2 separate regions of the Gossypium arboreum genome follow, and region 2 is linked to region 1. A link is a contact called in public Hi-C data. All regions are on one chromosome and are shown on one strand. The core of a region is the stretch at or near the end of the contact, and the rest is flanking DNA. Distances in the headings are between cores, read along the strand shown.

What was found. Hi-C and Micro-C count contacts between places; a contact is called where the count stands out from the background.
Region 2: a contact with region 1 is called in a Hi-C map of leaf, with 4 times the contacts expected there. The contact joins the promoter of LOC108475507 here to the promoter of LOC108464866 in region 1. A contact is called at or near these places in 2 of 5 Hi-C or Micro-C datasets (both in leaf).

Annotation. Positions count from the first base shown.
Region 1 is chr3:22,194,151-22,198,863 of ASM2569848v2, forward strand. LOC108464866 (REF/SRPP-like protein At1g67360) reads left to right here and starts at 1,869. Exons shown (of 3, transcript XM_017765142.2): 1 at 1,869-2,053; 2 at 2,151-2,384; 3 at 2,607-3,281. The coding sequence starts at 2,036. The coding sequence ends at 3,050.
Region 2 is chr3:22,651,775-22,656,487 of ASM2569848v2, forward strand. It overlaps LOC108475507 (probable methyltransferase At1g27930), which reads right to left and starts at 2,049. Exons shown (of 1, transcript XM_017777480.2): 1 at 585-2,049. The coding sequence starts at 1,888. The coding sequence ends at 1,019. It overlaps LOC128290291 (a long non-coding RNA gene), which reads left to right and starts at 2,254. Exons shown (of 2, transcript XR_008279991.1): 1 at 2,254-2,795.

The sequences.
Region 1 (4,713 bases), core at 619-3,118:
TAGGTATTGATGCTGAAATTTATATGATATTAACTTTAGCCATTTGAGGAAGTGAAGAGCAAATTACAAGAGTGGTTATGAAATAGGATCCTGGTTGAAAATTGTTAGCTTCTACCATAAATGGTTGCCTGGTTTACATGTAGGTGTCGTTAGCCAATTGGTAGACAAAGAAATTATGGAGCTTTCTTGATGGACAACCTTCCTCTTGTGAAATCTTTTAGTGGAAAAGTTGGCTTTGAATCTCAACGTGTCGGTTTCTTGCAAAATCAGAGTGTTCCCATATTCACATGATACAATCAAATATGCTAGTGGATGTATTGTTGGTTGCTCTCTTTTAGCTATCCATGGTGGAACAAAGGATGGGAAGAAGTTCCAAGGTGATTGGAATGCCATTAAAGCTGTTAAAAATGCACTTAAAATGCCAGTTTTTGCCTGTCTCTTTGTACTAATCCCGCTGTTAGTTATATGTTTCCATGAGTTATATGTGTTGTGTAAGTGGTTGTAGTGTTTAGTACAGAGTTTGCAATTTTTCAGTCTTGTTCTATTTTATTTTGTCACTCAACATGAGCTACTCAGATGATATAGCAGAGTGTATCTCAATTTTTTTACTTCTGCATGTAATAAAATGCCTCACATTTTGGAAATGTTTTACCTTCTACTTATTAATAATTTTATGATTGTTTGGAAAATGAAATTTGTGTTTGTGTTTGGTCATTGCTCAATAATTTGGAGCATGTTTTAACTAAAATATATACATATGGTTGTTTATGTAAATTAATTTGTATTTAACCATAAATAATTATTATTTAATTCAAAAATAAATAAAATTATGTTAGAAAGAATTTTTTGAACGAGTATTCTTTGATGTTCAAAGCTTAGATTTTGTAAAAATTTTGTTAAAGCAAAATCACCCGAACATAAAAAAAAATTTATAAGTTCATTTTTGAGAAATTATATTTTAAGTAATTTTTCATGTAATAGCACACCCTGATTATTAATATATCGTGGATTAACCACTAATATAATAATAAAAGAATATATTGATATTAAATCTGTAGTTCACATCCCAATCCAAAACACTAAACAACTCTGATTCTTCTCCTATATATATTAATATGTTCAATTTTATATAAAATATAGAAAACACAACCTAATACAACTTATAAAATTATAATATTTTTGTAAAAAAAATCTAATAATTAAATCTTAACGACTCAACACTTGCTTCCCTCCTATCACAATTATGAGTTCCAAAAGTAAAATGAGACACAAAAGCCGTTGAATTATTTAAAGTTATTGTGTTATTAAATTTTTTTAAAAGTTTAATTAGTGAATTTTAAGTGACACTTCAATGATCAATAAAGTAGATTAATATTTATTAATAAGTATAATAACATATCTTATATTTAAGTTAATTTGATAATTAATATCAAAATTAAAGGACAATATTTTTGAATGTTAGTTTGAAATTTATAACATTCAACATTATTTTTTAAAAAAATTAAACTGTAAAAAAAAGAGTAAGAAAATCTTTTAATTTGTGCAAGTAATACAAACGAAAAAAGTTATACAATAATAATTTTAATCATTCAATAGTTTAAATAAAATTTTTAAATTATTTTAAAATTTTTAAAATTAAATAATTAAAATATAATTTACAAATAATTTAATAATATTCAGCGCAATTAGATAGAATAAAAATTGGTGTGGGAATGGGTGGACCTCACAACAGACCGCCCAAGAATAAGAAAATGGTTCCCTTAGATATTATTGCATCTCCACCAAGTAAGATCCTTCCACGTGTCCTTCTAGAATCCTCTATTTGCACCCAGAAAAGTAAAGAAAGATGAAATTGGAAAACCGCCCGCTCTGGCATTGTGATATCCTTAGATCCGATATAAACCGTTGGATCTCATCTAACATCCCATATGAATTCATCTATAAAATAAATAAAATTGCACTTGTTTTACACCGTAGATTACGATCGTTTATTTTCTCTCAAAAAAGTGAAGCAAAGGATACTTGCATCAAACAGATGGCAACCATGGAGAAGGTATTTTGATCTCTTCTTTCTTCTTCTCCTCCTTTCTCCCTTATTTTAAAATTTAAGCTTAGAGCTTTTTTGTTTGTGATTTGATTTAAAATGTTAGGGGTTAGAGTTTGAGAACAAGAATTTAGGCCTCAAGCACCTAAACTTCGTCAGGGTGGCTACAATCCACGCCTTGGTTTGCGTCTCGAACCTTTACGATTACTCTAAACAGAACTCGGGGCCGTTGAGATCCACCGTTGACGCCGTCGAGCATGCCGTTACCACTGCCGTCGGTCCCGCCTACGGGAAATTTAAGGATGTTCCTGATCATTTTCTTGGATTTCTTGATAACAAGGTATTCGCCCATTAAGAAAAAATCACTGTTTGGAACTTTTGATCAGAAGTTTCTGTTGATTAGTTCTTTCTCGTCTTTAAGTTTAGCAAGTAATTTTAGTATTTTGAAATTCATCGGAAGAGTAAGGATTAAATCTAATATTTTAAAAATGGGGAAAGTTCAGTTTAGCGTGAACCAATTTATTCCTAACTTTATTATCGTATTTGATTAAAATAACCGTAGGTAGATGAGGTTTCACACAAATTTGACGAGCATGCTCCAGCACCAGCCAAGCAAGTGGTTAACCTGGCCCACGATTTGGTCCAAAAGGCAACCCAAAAGGCTCAGAAACTAGTAGAGGAGGCTCGAACCAATGGAGCACGAGGGGCTTTGCACTACGCTGCAGCTGAGTACAAGAACTTGGTGTTGGTAAGCTCGACCAAGTTGTGGGTTAAACTGAACAGCAACTTGACTTTCAACTCAGTGACAGAAAAGGTTGTTCCCAAAGCAGCTAATTTGTGTGAGAAATACAACAGTTGGTTAAAGGAGAAGAGCGGAAAAGGTTATCCTGTGGTTGGGTATTTACCATCGATTCCCGTTGATGCCTTTGGGAAGGCTGTTAAGGAAGCTGAAGGAAAAGAGAAAGCAAATGCGGATGATCATAAATCTGAATCAGATTCAGATTAGGTGTTTGGTTTCTGAGTGTGTTAGTAGAGAGGCAATGTGATGCTTTGCCATTGTAAATTGGCTACATGTCGAATCTAATATGACTTGGTTCGTTTAGATGTCTGACATGTTTGCTCTCTGAATTTGTGGCTGATTTTATGATATGCCCTTTTCAACTTTCAATCTTCCAGCTTGTATTAGATTATGAGTACATACGATTAAAAAGTTATTTATTTTTAATTTAAAATTAAATTAGGCATTTTTTAAATAATAAAGGTTTACCTATTGGTGAAAAAATAAAGGTTAAAATCTGTTTTAGTCCTTGCATTTACATAAAATTTGAGTTTTAGCTTTTGTATTTTTAGAAATTAAAAATTCAATTCAATCATCACTGACATTAGGTAATTTTTAAAAATTTTGTTAAATCATATTTTGATAATTTCTGATGAAAAATTAAAAATGTTAATACATAAATAAAATTATTTTCAAAATAGAAAATATGGTTTTTAGCTATTTTTCTATCAATTCAGTTAGTGAATTTAAGATAATTATTTTATACTTTAGGGTTAATGTAAATTAAATAATATAAATTAAATAAAACAAATAGTTAAAAGACATGAATTTAATTAATTTTAAATAATTTACCAGTTAATTGAATTTTTAAGTTCTATTACTAAAATCTCAACCGTGACAATCAAGTTTGATTTTTGCTTGAGAAATAAGTATATATTAAACTTAATTGTTCAATTTTTTTCTGTCTAATAAAGTTCTAAACTTGGTTTTGTTGGAAGTCAGTTCACTTTGTGCTGCTCCCTAGTCTTCGTGCTATTCCCTTCTGGCCATGGATTTTACCACTTCTTTTAACTAAGTGACACCAAAATATGGATTAACCAATTAAATCAAAATAAAATAAGTTTGATTTTATTTATTTAGAATCCTTTTATTTCCGAATTTCAAACCTAAATCTTTCTTTGATTATTCAATTTTTTTAATCGATTTTGCATTTTTAAAACAAATGAATTGGTATATTTTTAATTAATAAATATTAAATACATATTCATATCTAAATCTAAAATCGTATCAAATCCGTCTGAACCTAAAATTTAAATCCAAATAACAAACCAATCCAAAATTTAATTTGACTATATGGCTACGAAGTTACTAATGGAAGCAAGGCTACGGGCACATCATCTGCTACTGCTACTGCTACATTTCACCTTTTTATGTTTCACTTAATGCTTGTTCCGGTATCAAAAAGAAATATTCATGAAACTTTGTAATTACAATAATAACGATCTTTTTTTTTAAGTTTCTACTATTAGAAATACAATACAAGCTCAATTTTATACCTAGGCAACTACAGGTAGAATCAAACTAATACAAGCACAACAGACAAACCGAATAAAACCCATCTATGACATAGATGCACATGTTGGGACTAAAGACCCAAATGTTACAATTTTGCATATGCTAACACTCATATTTAGATACTCAAAAGCCCAAAACTTCATCTTAACCAACAATGCTTCTCCTTGATAAGGCTCAATCCAGTCATGTGGTGCCGATTCATTTTAAAAGAGTGTCAATTTATTTGGTTTTTGATATATTAAACTCAAACCAATCAAATGCACACTCCTACTTCTCCCAAATAAGGGGTGGCTTAATTAGAAGAAGAAAGGAGAGA
Region 2 (4,713 bases), core at 799-3,298, 460 kb after region 1:
TTTAAAATCTATTGCTCTCTACTTCTCGATATGTGAATTTTATTCCTTGTTTCTTCCGCCATTAAAAGGTGTATTCTTGATCACAATAAAGAAGTAATCATCAAGATTTCTCTCTTTTTTTAACTCTCAAAATGAGAGCCATCCAATCTCTTTCCTTGGTTATTTCCAACGAAAAATTCTCTTATATTACCCACTATTTTCCCTCCTTTTCAACAGATAATTAGATTTGGTAAAGTCTAATGGATTATTTTGGTATGGGATATTTGGAGGAAAATATTAGGGAATTTTTTCCCCAAAACTTTTGGTAAGCATAAAAACACACGAACGGAAAATGCAACACTTTTGAGGTAAGAAATGAGGTATTAGTCTTAGCTTCCATTATTGGGTATTTTGTTTCATCAATTTTTTTAATGTAACTAAATCAAGAAGAAGAAAAAAAAAAGTTAGCTCCCGAGTTTTGCAACAAGAGGTATTACTTCAGTGATCACATAAAGACCAATAAGAAATATGATGAAACAAAGGAAAATTGAACTGAAATGTCCGTAAACAAAGTTATCTCCAAGAAACATCAAGAGATTGAGGAGTTTAAGAAATATATATAATAACTTTTATTACATTTTTAAATGCTCAACACGATGAATGGAAGGAATGACTTTTGCTTATATCAAAATGCAATACAAAATATATTCCAAAGACCACTATGTTACTTTACCAAATTTATCTCATTTACTCATTTAAACAGTACGAGGAGAAAAAACTAAAGTGAAATGACTTGCCTCACCACTTTAGCAATGGCAACCCTAAACCATGTCCACCTGTCTCAATTAAAGCAGAAATAGACTAATCTTGTCTTTTAATTATATTAAACGTATATCTCATCATCACAACTCTGACAATATCGTCCGTCCATATTTTCTTTTATCAGGTAGTAGTATAAAGTAAAATTAAAATTTCAAAAAAATAATTTTATTAATAACTAAAAATAAGATTTGTTTTAAAATTTTTAAAAAGGCGCATTTTAGCAATACCCGGCACTGTCATCGCTGCTAGTGTTCGAAGCTGGTGGAATCTCGAAATGCCAAAGTCTCCCCTCGCTGTTCACCAAGTACTTCCGGCACAAAAATTCCTCGGCGAAAACTTTCTCCACTCGCCGATTAACATCGTGCAAGAACACGTGCGTCACACCCGATCCTTTCCTGTTCCTCGCCAGCACAGCCGCCGAGAATATCGCAGCCATCCTCCCTGGTGCCTCCGGGAAGTATCCACGAGGAGCATCGATCATTATCAAATCCCACTCAGTATCGTAAAACTCATCGGGAAACCCCGTTAACGCAAGCCTGCACTTTTCATTTCCGTGTAAGTAAGCTTTCGACGGGTAACAGCTCGGTTCCGATCGATAATGGATGAGTAGATCGTCAGCTTCCTTAAGCTCCGTACGGTACTTTACCGCGTGAGCGTGGAGGATCGGGGCGTCTTTGAGCACAGACTGAACCCATTTGGGATCCTCTTCCAGGAAAATAGTGTTGCCATTGGGATTGAGGGAGGTCCACATGAGGGAGTCGTAGCCAAGCCCAAAGACGAGGAAATTACAAGGAGAGCGTTTCTTGAGTACGTCAAAGGTTACGGAGATCTCCTTGAAGTTCTGCTGCGGGACTATTGATGAAGTGGCATAGTGGATGATAGCTTGGAGTTGGACCGGCGAGGCGGAGTATTCCTCTACGGCTATGGATCTGGTTTTGGCGAGCGAACATAGTATGGAGTAATCGGCGGTTTTTATGAAGCTCGAGATAAGCATCGTCCCGGCAATAAAGCCAGCTATGGTAATAGGCATAAACCATCTTTTATCGGCGAGGAAATGCCGATTCTTTGTAGTCTCTTCTCTTTTCATTTCTTGAGGTTTTTTTTTTTTTAAACTGAAACAACCAAAAAAAGAAAAAGAGGTTTAAGGTCCGGCCGATTGGCTTACTTTGGTTATATAGGAGAGGAGCAAAGAGGTCATAAAAGAACTAACGCGTTTCGCTTTGGAAAAATAAGGTTTGAAAACAAGGATTTTCTTAAAAAAAAAAAAAAAAAAAAAGCTAAATATAAAATTAGTATCTAAATTTGTTTATATTTCGTGAATTTGTATTTATAATTTTTTTTGTCTCAGATTAATACCTAATTTTTTTTTTCATTAACTATATTGATACCCAAATCTAGTGTTATTACTTTTTTGCTGAGGTGGCGACACTGACCATTTGTTCAATCTCATATGTCGTCCTCTTTGTACCTTTTTTTTTTCTTCTTTTTCTTCTTTTTCTTTTTCTTACCTTGGCTATCACACTATCTTTTTCATATTTCCTCTTCATCTCTCGTTCCTCTTTTCTTTATCACGATTCCATTCCCCTTTTCTTTCTTTTTTTTTTTTCATTTCTCCTTATTTCTATTTCTCCTTATTTCTATCTTTTCTTCTTCTCTCTATTCCTCTTCTTCTAACCCTAGCCATTGTCATCATAAGTCGTCGCCATCTATGGCCTTTTCTGACCAATTCGACCATCAAAATACTTCTCTCATCCTCTTCTTCTCAAAATTTGCCCTGTATTTCCAAGAAAATCTCTTTAAAGCCGAAAAAAAACAATGCTTAATCATGGAGTTTTCTAAATTATATTCTTCGCCTGTTGATGAAAGGCAAAGGAGGTTTCTAGTGAGGTTGAAAGCGAGTTGAAGAGCCAAAGGAAGCAGTAGCAGTGTTGTTGCCAATGCAACAACAAAGAATCGATTTTCTTGGAGCCTAGTAGAAGTTCTTCAAGTTACAGGTTAACAAATTAAATGGAGATATTGCCCCTGTTGTTCATTAGATCCATAGGATTTTTAGGGTTTTTAAAATTATTGTATTTTATTTATTTTTTTCTGAGTTCTTGCTTTCTTTCTGGGTTGTAAATTTCTTATTTTCAAATAATTTTAAATTCTTTTAACTTTTTAGGTTCTAACTCTTATTTTGGGTTCTTGCTGGTTGTTAAATTTTTTCTAGTTGAAATGATTTTGGGTTGAAAATGTTAGGTTATTTATCTGTTACTGAGATTGAATTTGAGAATATATTGGGTTCTTTTCTTATTTTTATTTTTTGAATATTCTGAGTTCTTTGTTTGTTATTTGTTCTTTGAATGTGTTGGATTCTTTATTGTTTGTTATTTGTGTAACATCCTGAGACCGGGTCTAGACGTTTTTGCCTTGCAAGTGAGAGTTCGCTAGTGCTTCAGCAAACTAGAGAGTTCGCCAAAAGAGTATCAATAAGGAGTTAGCTAGTGTTTCAGCGTTGCAATATATGCCAAAAAGATGCGGTAATGGGGTTTGCCAGATTCATTGAAAGTCGAGTTAGCCAATCTGTTTGGTGAGCTAGAGTTTGCCAGTCTATTTGGTGAGCTAGAGTTTCTCTAGTCTGTTTGGCGAGCTTGGTGTTAGCCAGGTAAGTTGCGAACTGAGGGTTTGCTAGTCAAAGTCAGATTCAAATTAGAAAACAAATATATTGCGTATCTAGGAATACTTTTCGTACAAGTAACCTTCTCTTAAACCTACTAGGGTTCCTAAGTCAAGTAGGGTATCCTAAGATTTCTAGAATACTTGGGCCTATAAATACGACCCTTATTCCATGAGAATTCTCTCATCGATATTTTGTTGTCAAGTATCTATTCTGAATCAAGTTCGTAGCAACCAAGGTAAGCCTTTGTTCTATTCGGGTTGATTGTTTAGAAAGCTAGGTTCGCTTGCATGTGTGAATTCTATAAGCTTTGTCTGTTTAAGTAATTCGTGTGTTTATGTATATTGCGAACCAGTCGGACCATCTACTAACAAGGACAAGGGAAAAGCCAAACTTGTCTAGTTTTTCAGTCAAATCGGTGAGTGGTTAAGAATTGCTATGTGTATGCAAACTTTTATTTTTTTTTTCTAAAACTCAAGGTTTTCAAACTAAGCTCCAAGAACAAAGTTTTTCTGAAAACTCTATTTTTAAATTCTAACACTTTGTTTTGAAGATAAGTTTTCAAGTCATGTTTTTAAAATTATGTTTTAAAGATAAGTTTTACGCGTGCTCCTATGTGAGCCTATGTTTCAAGCTATTCTTTTAAGATACGATTTTATAAATTGTGTTTTTACACACTTAGATGTGAGCTCTCTAAACAAGTGTTTTTCAAGCAAGTTCCCTATGCGAGCTCTATGTGATAAGTTTCTGTTTATGCTCCTTTGCGAGCCCTTATGTTGGATATATTGGTATACCAAAGGATTGTCAATACTAGCTTTTAAGTTCTATGATTTTGGGCATTGAGGAACTGGTACATGTGGAGAGATAAGGGAATGTTAAGCTGTGCTCCACTCAACGGGACATGATGGTGTACAGGAAAGTGCATTGCTTTGCGCTACAGTTATGAGACATGTTAAGGACTCTTTGAGTTATTCTGAGGCGTTATAAGGAGATTTGCATATCCAATAGATTCTAACAAGTGTGGATGAGAACATGTTTTATGTTCCTCAGCCATTCTGATAAGATAAGTGTGTAAGCATGTTTCATGTTATTCTAATATCTATTTTAAGTATGATTTTCAGTAGGTATACGTGAAACTGTTTTCAAACTTATATGTTTTTTGACAAGCAGGATCTACGAAATGGGTCTTACACCTTCATTGCGAACCCAACACGCAACACGATTTTCAGACAAAGTCCTCTTTCTATTTTAAACTC